2 separate regions of the Danio rerio genome follow, and region 1 is linked to region 2. Evidence: chromatin contacts called from public HiChIP or PLAC-seq data. All regions are on one chromosome and are shown on one strand. Each heading gives the region's core, a stretch centred on a gene start, on an enhancer-like site or on the middle of the called end of the contact. The rest is flanking DNA. Distances are from core to core; before and after follow the strand shown.

Evidence for each region. HiChIP or PLAC-seq counts read pairs in DNA pulled down with a chosen protein or histone mark.
Region 1: a contact with region 2 is called in an H3K4me3 HiChIP or PLAC-seq map of gastrula embryo, with 2.6 times the contacts expected there. The contact joins the promoter of brd4 here to the promoter of LOC137489850 in region 2. A contact is called at or near these places in 1 of 18 Hi-C or Micro-C datasets (caudal fin) and 1 of 4 datasets of contacts at active chromatin or transcription factors (gastrula embryo).

What each region holds. Positions count from the first base shown.
Region 1 is chr3:55,646,608-55,652,983 of GRCz12tu, forward strand. It overlaps brd4 (bromodomain containing 4), which reads left to right and starts at 4,270. Exons shown (of 20, transcript NM_001111281.2): 1 at 4,270-4,335. LOC570571 (epoxide hydrolase 4) reads right to left here and starts at 2,337. Exons shown (of 7, transcript XM_068219440.2): 1 at 1,958-2,337; 2 at 1,293-1,378. The coding sequence starts at 2,200.
Region 2 is chr3:55,498,715-55,505,093 of GRCz12tu, forward strand. LOC137489850 reads right to left here and starts at 2,576. Exons shown (of 4, transcript XM_073945057.1): 1 at 430-2,576. The coding sequence starts at 571. dsn1 (DSN1 component of MIS12 kinetochore complex) reads left to right here. Exons shown (of 11, transcript NM_001386492.1): 3 at 4,467-4,725; 4 at 4,801-4,874; 5 at 4,961-5,033.

The sequences.
Region 1 (6,376 bases), core at 3,020-5,519, 150 kb after region 2:
TTAAAGCGCAGCCATGGGCTGGTTTGGTGACCACAGGATCTCTTCTCTGTTATTCGCAGATGATTCAGTGTTCTGTTGGCTCCATCGAACATGGATCTTTAGCATGCACTGGTGTGACATGGCTGGGATGAGAATCAACACCTCCAAGTCCGAGGCCATGGTGCTCCACTGGAAAAAGGTGGTTTGTCATCTCCAGGTTGGAAAAAAGTCCTTACCCCAAGTGGAGGAATTCAAGTAGGTTCACGAGTGAGGGAAGGATGGAACCTGAGATTGACAGGTGGATTGGTGCAGCGGCAGCAGTAATGCGGTCGATGTATCAGTTCATTGTGGTAAAGAAGCAGCTAAGCCGAAAGGCAAAGCTATCGATTTAGTGGTCAGTCTTCGTTCCTACTCTTACCTATGGTCATGAGCTTTGAGTCATGACTGAAAGGACAAGAACTCAGAGACCAGTGGCTGAAATGAGTTTCCTTCGCAGGGTGGCAGGGCACACCCTGATAGATAAGGTAAGGAGCTTTGTCTCCCGGGAGGAGCTCAGAGTAGAACTGCTACACCTCCACTTTAAGAAAAGTCAGCTGAGGTGGCTCTGCATCTGTTTTGGACGCATACCTAGGGAGGTGTACCAGGCATGTCCCACCGGGAGGAGGCCTCTAGGAAAATCCAGGACATGCTGGAGGGACTATGACTATCGGCTTGCCTGGGAACGTCTTGGGATCCCCTCGGAGGAGCTGATGGAAGTGCCTGGGGAGAGGGAAGTCTGGGGTTCTCTCATAAGACTGCTGCCTCCGCGACCCGGCCCCGAAAAAGCGATGAATGAATAAATGAATGAATGAAGTATTTCTTTAAAGCTGCATATTAATATCTGTTTTGCACACTTTTTCTACCTTTAAGGTTCACTTTTGTACTTTAAGGTACTATGAGGTACAGATTTGTACTTTATGTAATTATATGTAACTGCAAGGACCTGTTAGGAACAAAAAAGTACCTTTCAAAAAGGTACCGCCCCAGTGACAGAGAACATATTGTACAAAACGAAACCAACAAGACACAAACACAGAGAACTCCACCTTGTAATAAATACTAGAATGTAGTTTTTAACTAAATTGTGGTTATAGAATTCAGCTAAAGTATACTGTAACAACAATTTTTTTTTCTATTTAATTTTTCATTCAGACTTCATTTAATCTGATACAGGCTGTTTTCTGCATGAGTACCAAAAGAAAAAGTGTCAAAAAGATTTAGATATCAGTTAAAATGCAAGCCAGCAGAAAGAAACAAATGAAGGCAGAATTTACCAGTTCTCTGGGAATCCATGAAGGAACAGCATTAGAGGCTTTTTGTGGTCTCCTTTAGTCACATAATGAAACCTCAAACCTGAGCTCTGCAGGGTAAAACAAAGACAAACAACAACAAAACAGATTTAGAGTATAGGAAATAATTAAAAAAACAAAGTCAAAATAAATTATTTTAATAAGTATACTAGTAGTTTAAGTCGATATCAATCAGCCTTTAAATAAATTCCATTCAACAGTAAATCTGCAAGAGTTACAGCGCTGAAGTGTGATCATAAAGACAAAGGAAAGCCAGCAGGATTGTGAACGCCGTGCTATTTTTTTAAACACAGGTGGCGCACTAACACCAGATTTGGACAATCCTTTAGCCTTTCATTCACCTTTCTAAAGACACAGGACACAGGAGGAGAAATACTGCTGGTTTACTTTTACGTTTTCAATGAGAGACTGCCATTAAATTTACAGCAAAATTAGCCTACAATTATAACTTAAATAAACACCAAAAAATAGTCGACAACGTTACTCGCCAATTATATTAAAATTTTTATTTAACCTACTGTATAGCTTCAAAAATAATATTTGTATAATACTGTGTTGAAAGATAATCTTTCAAAAAATCATCCGATAGCATAAATAACTGATATTTTTTCCATTTAAAATCCTCTCACCCTGCCCTTCAGAAATGCATGGTCACCAAGCTCAGGGTCTTGAAGACAGGCTGGGGGTTTCTTTCGGACGGTCCATTGAAAAGTTCCATATGGATCCTTTAATCCAGTCCAGGCGATCCGGATCAAAACCAAGCAAGCAGTCAGTCCAGCTGTGCCATACACCACAATGTAATAGACCAAAGAGAGGGTCCATAAGCTTAGCCGTGTTGGTAGTAAAAGCCAGTGCATTAAAGAGTTGCTCATGATTATATAACAGTAATAGTCAGAGAGATATATCTAGAGACATTATAGCTAATGCTGCTTGTCTTTGGAGAAGTTCACCCTTCAATACACCCCATGTGACTTTGTGGAAACAACTGTCACTGAGCTATTTTTATACCACATATAAATTATCCAGAAGACTGACTTAATCACAATGCTTTTTTTCTTAATCGAACAATAACATACATGGATAAGCTATGTAACCTGAACTGCTGATTAATATTGTTAATATTAGTTTGTGTCAATAAATTTGCCAATTCTAAAATAACATTGTTTTTTTTTAAGTCTTTGAGTGGTTGATCAAACTCAGTACACCAGAAAGGTAAGCTATTTCTCTGCAAAGTTTGACAACAAAAAGTATATTTCTAAGTATATATAGTATATTTATTAATTATTTAGTTACAATTTTATTTACTTTTTAATATTTTTTACCCATAGACTGTTGATTACTTATTGTATGTAATCTCTATTGTAAAACTTATTACCTCCTATGATCTGTCCACCTCCTATGATCTGTCTCCCCTAAAAAGTGTGATGTTTTGTGTATGGTCTGGGTGGTCCAATTTCGCTATATAAAAGTGTAGTGACAAATAAAGGCTTGATTGATACCTGATTGATACCTTGATACCTGTTCCTTTTTGTTTTTATAAATAAATAAATAAATAAATAAATACAGTTGAAGTCAGAATTATTATTTTTTCTTTTTTTTTAAATTCCACAAATGATGTTTAACAGAGCAAGGAAATTTTCACAGTATGTCTGAAGATATATATATATATTTTTTTTTTTTTGGAGAAAGTGTTATTTGTTTTATTTTTGCTGAAATAAAAGCAATTTTTAATAATTAAAAAAAATCATTTTAAGGTTAAAATTATTAGCCCCTTTAAGCTATATTTATTTCCAATAGTCTACAGAACAAACAATCATTATACAATAACTTGCCTAATTACCCTAACCTGTCTGGTTAACCTAATTAACCTAGTTAAGCCTTTAAATGTCGTAGAAGTGTCTTGAAAAATATCTAGTAAAATATTATGTACTGTCATCATGGCAAAGATAAAGTAAATCAATTATTAGAAATGAGTTATTATAGCTATTATGTTTAGAAATTTGTTGAAAACATATTTTCTCCGTTAAACAACATTGGGGAAAAATAATATATATATATATATATATATATATATATATATATATATATATATATATATATATATATATATATATATATATATATATATATATATATATATATATATATATATTTGCAAGACTTAGAACTTGTTCATATTAGATTATATATATATATATATATATATATATATATATACATACATATATACATACATACATACATACATACATACATACATATATATATATATATATATATATATATATATATATATATATATATATATATATATATATATATATATATATATATATAATCTAATATGAACAAGTTCTAAGTCTTGCAAATAGGTGAAGATTGCTTATTTTTATTTTTATTCAGCCCCTCTTTTGCTTATAAAAATGCCCATGTGTGTAAATGTCCAATTATAAATGGTAATTCATCAATATGTTGTGTACGAAAAGTTTTATATTAACATTACTTTTAAATGAAGCTATTTTTACATTGACTATCACAGAATTTCATGCCCAACCAATTCCCTCACGGAGTAAATTGATTTATTAAAGCATATTTATTCAACTTTAGCTCAAGGTTTGTTCATTAGTTTAAATCTTAGCACATTGCTTTTAATACATTGTAGATATTTATATGTTGTTTCGTGCATGCAATATAATAGGCAGAAAGAAAGAACGATATGGAACAAAAATGAACACTATAAAGATTTATTTCTGTCCTGATGTCTTTCCATTGATTAAACTAGACTTTTCTCCCACCACGTCGCCTCATACTGCTCTCTAATTTGAGACTGTGGTTTAAAAGCGAGCAGAGCGGCTTTAAGTGATCTTTCACACGTGTGACAGCAGCGCTCGCTGTCCTCACGTCCTGTGCGTCCTCCGCGCTGCATGACGTCACCGACGTCTCGAGCTGTTTGTTCTGGATTGTGGGAGAGAAAGAGCCCGCGCGTCCTCACAACAAAATAAAGCAGGTAAATAAACTCACGGCTTTCATACTTATGCAAAGCGTTTATTTCTTACTAACGGTGCCAGCGTGTGCTGCGTCGTTTCGAGCAAGGGTCAAGCGCGCTAATCAGCGCTGAAATGATTGTCTGGTGTGCGCGGAGAGAGCGGCCTGTGTGTCGCCGAATGCTAATGCTAGCTACTAGGAAAGCACACTCGTTCGTGAAAACGGCTCAGTGTGGATGTGTTTTAGCCCTTTGGCTGGATGCATGTGTGCTTTAGAGACGAAGTATGTTCTGTGCATTAGGCGTGTGTTAAAGAAAAGGATAATGCAGGGTACTGAGGTTGTTTGTTAGCATTAGGCCGACTGCTGTATAGTTTTAGCATCGCATCCCTGCTCTGCGCAGCTTGACGGCCGCGCTGCGCGAAAATCTCACGTTTCCCTGTGCGGGAATGCAGGCGATTTAACGTAGAATGCTTCGAGAATGCCCGCACTTTTACGCACGGTCAAATTAATTAAGTCGGGTTCATGTGATCCGCGCTCGTTTCAAGCGTCTGACATTGACAGATGTCTATTAATCACGGCTCGTGTTAGTTTCAGGCTTTTGATCAGTGGTGAGCGTGTGTTTTGATCATGTACGCACACTGAGATACGTGCACGACGAGTCCGTGACACACACAGTTAGCATTGATAGCGGGTCAGAGCAAATGTACACCTCGTTCTCTTGCTGTTAATGCCGGTTATACTGACCCAAACCGCATTATATCCCTCTAGTATTTGTTTTGAGTGTGTATGAGCCCGTTTAACGGGAATATAACTGCGTGGCCTCAGTGTTTGAGCGACTTTGAGTGTAAGGACTCAGCTGAGCTGCCCGCAGTCGCCATTTTGTGTTTCTGCGCCGTATAACGGGAAGCTCGCAACCTTTACGTTGTAAGCAAAATGCAATGCAAGAAAGTAAATGTATATAGTAGAAATGTGTGTTTTTAGTGTTAGTATTATAACTATATTTTAAAGTAAGGTAAATTTGGTTCGAAACGCTGTCAGTTTGCAGCTCTTATCAGTCGCGGTATTAGCCTCGCAATGCTTTCGGTTTGCGTTCAGATTTCATTTTAGTGATCCTGATTTGGTTGCAGAAATTTCGGTTGTCTCGTTATAGAGGTAAACGCATATATGGTGTATTAAATACATTCAGCATAAGCTGTTAGTTCAACACCAGAACTTGCATGACGAGCAGTTTTTGCGTTGTTTGGTTTCTGGCATCACCGTCATCGTAGCTCTGTGATTGACAGCTGATGCATGACTGACAGGTTTCCAGGCCTAGCTTGATTTGTTGTTTTTAAACGATTAATTGAGCAATTTTGTGCACTTTATAATGTTTGTTGGAGTTCTGAGTTGAATTAGTGTCAGCTACTATCACATTCAGCTTGTGAATGTGAAATTGTGTTAAGGGCTTTTACTGTATTGCAAATAACTTTGTGATTGACAGTTTTGTTCTGTGGTATTAAACGGTTTTTATATTGTGTAAACTAATCTGGTGACTATGAATCGACAGCCTGCCTTATAATCTTTGTGGTCATTAATTTGGAGTGAGCAACACTTGGAATTTATTACTAATAAAATGAGAATCACAATCGTTGTGAATGTCTTCACAATCTAAATAACATGCATTTTAAGCCCATAATTTAATTCTTTAAAATTTACATTTATTAACCTCAAATAAATGTTAACTGATTTTGTTTTAATTGTTTTATGTGTCAAGTTTTCAGCTTCCATGCTCTCAAAATCATTGAGAAATAGTGAGAAATTGCCATATTATAGTAATGTTATACGTCTTTTAAAAGAATGCAACTTAATTTTATTAGTAAATATTTTTATTTAATATAATAACTATTTATTTTAAAGCATTATTGCAGATTATTTAAGAAAATAACACCACCAGGTAACACCCCCCCAAGTCATTATTTTGGTCAGATATGCTAAACAATCTTGATATACAGCACCGACGTAATTAAAGTCCTCCCAGCCTATGGTGCAAACAAGCAATGCATAAATAAATATACAAAACAGGG
Region 2 (6,379 bases), core at 1,326-3,825:
TTTTCATGTTTATTTTAAATGTAATTTAATGCAGTGATTCTTGTCCGGTCTGAGACCCACTTTATATCAAATATATATTAGTCAGTGAAGATCACATATTTTTAAAGAAAACAGATCTTAAATGTGGTGATTTTGTAATGGAAAGACAGTTAAACGAAAGCCATCGGGCTGTCGGCTGAAAATGAAAAGTCTGTGTGCATATCTCATTTTACTAAAGGATTTTAGACTAAAGTTGTATCAGAAAAGCTGAAAATGAAATACATTATCATTTTACCCAAAATGTTGCATTAAGATGCACGTGAATGCAATGCTAGCCAGCAGTTTAACCAGCTGTCTATTATCCTGTACAAACATTATTTTTAATAGTAAGTATATTATTATGTCAGGAAAACACTGGATATTGGATAGCACAATGTAAATAAGACTCACTATTAGTGCCATTTCTTGGCCTTTCTTTGAGCTGCTTCACTTTTCTTTGGCTCTGGGAGATCTTGCAGGCTTTGGGAACTTCGTCTTCCTCCATTTTAGCAGCTGATGTTGTGGGGAGATCAGAAATCTGTTCAACCATCATATAATTCGGTACAGGGTTTCAGTCTTTCACCTGTAACCACTCAAAAACTTGGGGTTTGCTAGCTGGAATAGGATGAGGATTTCGGTCTTGCACCGTGAATCACTCAAACGAAAGATGTTCAATGGCTGAGACGGTCTCAAAACTCTCGGAACGCAAGTTTTTTAACACTTAACAGCCAAAAACACACCTGTACTACTCCACTTCAACAAACTCACAAGATATTCTCCGATGATGCAGGGCTTCAAGTACACTTTTGGAATGCGTTCTATTCTCAGAACATGTCACTATGGTAACAAGACATAAGACTAAGAAATGTTTTCTTTTAAACTCAAATGACTGCAAATGTGCAAATGACATAAAATAAATGAAAAAATAGCTAAATAAATTGATCTAAGGGACAAAAGCTGTCTTAAATAGATAATCAGTTAGAAATTGCTGTAACTGTAGACAAAGAAGCACAACAAATGAAACCTGAGAGTTTTTTGTGAAACTCAAACAACAAAACTGACATATATTGACTGAAATAATATCTAATAAATGAATTTAAAGTATTCCGCTTCAATGTGATCCATCCAGCTAGACATGCCGCAAATATACATGCCATTTCCATAAGAAATAAATAATATAGTCATTAGTGTAGGAGTGCAACATCAACTCGCAGAAAAACAAAAATCAAAACTAAATGTAAATAATTACCTTTGAACAGAAAATATAGTTTAACAAATGAAAATCAAGAAAATAATTCAGAATCAGGCCGTAAGAGGCAGAACAAATGTGTGCAAAAGCGCAGGCAACATATATTCAAAATGTGAATCAAAAATAGTTGAGTTGGTAACACTGAGTGATCAAAAAATGAAATACAAAATAACTTCATTTGCTAAAGTATAGCCAGAATGATTTTTTAATCTGCAGATAATGCTAAACATGCTAAACTTTTAGGAATAGTGTATTATTGTTATAATTGATCATTTTTATATCCCTTTACATAATCTTCCATTTACAATCAAATTATTTACATAAGAAAGTGTGAGTGGACAACATAAAGTTTATAAATAGGCATGAAACTTAAGGGTTTATAACAGAAGCGCATTAGAATAAGAGTTATACTCAATCAATTTGGACCAAATCCAAACAATATATATTTTTGCATTTTTTGTGTTGTTTTCTTCATAATAAATATACTTTTAACAATGTTAAACTTGTAATTAAAAAAGAGGCTTGTTGAAAAAAATCTACACAACTATTCAATTCAATTCAGCTTTATTTGTATAACGCTTTTACAATGTAGATTGTGTCAAAGCAGCTTCACATAAATGGTCATAGTAACTGGATAAGATGCAAACTAGAGTTTTCTAGTTTTGACACATTAAAATATGTGGTAAAGAAATAACTACATGTGTTCCTTTTTCAATTTCATTGGTCTAACCAGGCCATTAACCGAAAACCATTAGTGTTTAGACATGTATGATCTAAAATCTCATTCATAATGGTCTTAAAATTACCTTAAAATGTCTTAAATTTGACTTGATGAAACCTGCAGAAACGCTGAAATAATGAGGGCTTTTGTTATGGTGCAGACAGAGAAAGGTAACTTTTTACTACAATAAAATCACATTAAATACATTTCCTTATTGAAATCATTATTAATTTTAAATGAATTCAAATCAAAAGAGCTAGTCAAAGCTGTTAAGTATTGCCAAAGTATTGCAGAATACATAAACAATGAGTACAATCTTAAAGTGATTTTGTAATACATATATAGAATATATACCTACACACACTTAGTTTTAATAAGTACGCAAATAAGAAAAACTGATATGATTATTAAAAGATAATGGAAAAAAATATTAAGAATAATAAATAAAAATACAATACACAATGGTTTATTTATTCAGATGGTTTGTAGTAATACCATCCATATATATATATGTGTGTGTCTGTGTGTGTGTGTGTGTGTGTGTGTGTGTGTGTGTGTGTGTGTGTGTGTGTGTGTGTGTGTGTGTGTGTGTGTGTGTGTGTGTGTGTGTGTGTGTGTGTGTGTGTGTGTGTGTGTGTGTGTGTATTGTGTTTTTTGCATCATATAAGTATTTTGACTTTAATAATGGGAATAAAATAAACTTTAAACAAACCTTAGATGGAAATAATGAAAAAAGCAAAATGATAATTAGAGGGAAAAACATAAATCCAAAATTATTTAGTCACATAATACAGTATATATTCACTGGCCACTTTATTAGGTACACCTTAATTCGCCTTCCGAACTGCCTTAATTCTTCGCGGCATAGATTCAACAAGGTACTGGAAATATTCCTTAGAGATTTTGGTCCATATTGACATGATAGAATCACTAAGTTGCTGCAGATTTGTCAGCTGCACATCCATGATGTGAATCTCCCTTTCCATCATATCCCAAAGGTCCACTATTGGAGGCCATTTGAGTACAGTAAACTCATTGTCATGTTCAGGAAACCAGTCTGAGGCATTGACATAATGCTCAATTGGTACTAGTTGGTTCAAATTGGCACAATAGAATAAAAACAGTTATACTAGGAATTAGTATTCAGATACTTTTTTTTCTATGTGAATATATTTGAAAATCGATTAGATTCCTGTGATTTAGTTGTTCAGAATTTTTTGTTTGTTTGTTTAGAAAAACTTCTCAAGCACACATTATATGATTTGCCATTTTAAAGACGTTTCTAATGTTACAAAAGATTTTATTTTAAATGAATGCTGCTGAAATTGATTTTTGTGTACAGAGTGTTAAAAGTAAAATGTATGAACTGCATAAAATTTTAGATTTGATCATATATTAACAAAATAAATCTAATGTATGTATTAATTGGTTTTTAAAGGTTCAAAGGTTTTAAATTATGAATAATAAATGTAGCAGGACATTAAATATATATATATATATATATATATATATATATATATATATATATATATATATATATATATATATATAAAAGAGAGAGAGAGAGAGAATAAAAATAAGTGTGTCCTTCTAGCGGCCCAATACATTAATGCTTGTCACAAAAAGAGAGAGCAGACCAAAAAAACATCAGTGATGCGCCGGCAGAAACACACACACACCTAGGTGATTATAAATTAATCATTGTAAATATACTGATTATTATTGTTTTTATTACTGTTTTATCCTAAAATGTTGATTGTTAAATGTAGTTTATTCTGATCTATGTTTGTATTGATTTTTATGAAAAATATGATATGTTGAATAATAATATAATATATTGAATATTAATGTGATATATTAAATAATATGCTGTATTGTTAATATTTTATTTAATTATTATATATAAATATCATCTTTTTTTACTACTACTATTTTTTACTATTTAATTTTTATATGTATGTTACTTTTTATGTAAACTTTATAACTGCTTTGGCAATACATTTGTAACATTTGTCATGCCAATAAAGCAATTATTGAATTGAATTGATTAGAATAAACTTTTAAACTTTTAGATATTTTTTTAAATATTAAAGACTACCAAATAGAATAGAAATTGGATTGTTGATTGTAAAAAAAAGAACTTTTTACAGTTTCTAAGAATGAATATGAATAAAATACTGTTTACCTGTCATCACTTTTCACCTTCAGCTTACAAACCTGTTTGAGTTTGTTTCTTTTGTTGAACTCACAACAGGATAATTTGAATATGGAGAAAAGCAGCAGCCATTAACTTCCATAGTATTTTGTATTACTACTATGGAGGTCAATGGCTGTATTTTTCCAACATTCTATGTATCTTCTTGTTTTGTGCTCAACAGAAGAAATATGTTCATAAAATCTTGTGTAAATGGTTAGTAAATTTTTTATTTTTGCGTGAACTGTCCCTTTAACTGTTTTAATTTCATGTGTATGATCTAGGCCTCAGAAGGCTCTCATGGAGTCAAACGCCCTCATGATAGCAACCACGTCTCTGGTCCTCCTCAGAAGTCTCCCTGCACTTCTCCTGCTCCAGCAGCAATGCAGCGTTTAGAAGACGACGAGCAGCCCGAGAACAAGGTTGAAGAGGAAAGTGTAAGTGTTCCTGCTGCCGAACAAAACCCTCGTTCTCGGCGGAAGTCCTTGAGGAGATCATCCAGAGGCCGGCGCTCTCTACCGGCCTTCAGCAGCTCCTCTCAGCGTGAGTCCTGCATCACAGAGCCTTTTACAGGACGTTCTGCTGGAGTCATTTCTGATTGTTGATGTTCTCTTTTAGCTCTGTGTGAAACCATCAGTCTGTCTTTACCTGATGATGAGAGACTGGAGATGCTCATGAAAGCTGCGATGCAGGTCTTTACAATGCAGTTTTTGTATTACTTTTTGGTCCTTGATGAGTTTGACTTTTTACCTTTTCGTCTTTGCGGATTGTTTTCTAGAGGACGGTGCAGAGGGTCAAAAGCAGTCTGTACACCATCCCTGGTGTTGATACAGAGACTCTTCAGACTCAAGGTAAGTAAAGTCAGGGTTTTTAAGTGTTCTGTCTGGATCAATGGTAATGAAAGTATGATCAGTCCTCAGTGTTACATTTTCATGACTTTTTTTGGTAGGAAATTCATTAAAAAATAACAGCTTTTTAAAAAACATTTAAGAGACAACTTCAAAGTTATTATTGTGTATCTGGATTTGGCTTTAATAGGTACACTGAGTGAAATGTCCATTTGTTAGTTTTTTAAACTACTGATAATGTGTTTTAAAATTTTCAATCAAGAGTTATCATTTAGATCATTTATTTATGAAAATAGATCAATATAAAATATTCACTTTTCAGAGCTTAAAACCATTTTATTTATTATTGTTGTTCTTTATTGGGATGGCAGAGTGTTTAGACAGGAAGTAGCATGGAGCCAGATCAGTTTCAAAACTAATACATTTACAAAGAAGTTTTACACATCCACAACACAATTCACTTTTACAAAATCCAATTTGTAAGTTCAAAACACAATTTGTAAATCCACAAGTCCAATTTGTAAATTTAAAACAATTAAAAATTACACAAATCCCATTATTAAGTTCAAAACACAATTCAAAAATACACAAATTTAATTGTTAAGTTCAAAACACATTTTGTGAATGCACGAATCCCAATTCGTAAATTCAAAGCATGATTCAAATACCATTCGTAAGTTCAAAACACTATTCGTAAATATACAAATCCCATTCATAAATTCAAAACACGATTTAAAAATACACAAATTCCATTTTTAAGTTCAAAACACGATTTAAAAATTCACAAATTCCATTTGTAAATTCAAAACACAATTTGTAAATACACATTCCATTCATAAGTTTAAAACACGATTCAAAAATACACAAATTCCACTCTTAAGTTCAAAACACAATTTGTAAATGCACAAATCCTATGTATAAATTTATACATGACTGAAATACTATTCACAAGTTCAAAACACAATTCGTAAATATACAAATTCCATTCATAAGTTCAAAACACAATTCAAAAATACACAAATTTCTTTCGTAATTTCAAAACACAATTTGTAAATACACAAATTCCATTCATAAGTTCATACACAAACAAATCGCTCCCTCCGTCAGTATGAGAAGTGAAAGCAGGTGTGGAGGTGTGTTTCAGGACATGATTAGAACTAATTTAACAGGGTGGGTGGATAGTACATTTCCATACACACAAACACAAGCTTTTTGTCAGGAATGCCTGTGCGATCACTTATCCATCAATGTAGAAAAGTGATGTAAAATTATACGTTTCGTAATTAAAAAAAAAAGATACTGCACACTGACCTCCGGGAAAACTCCCGATCATAGATATATGTATATAT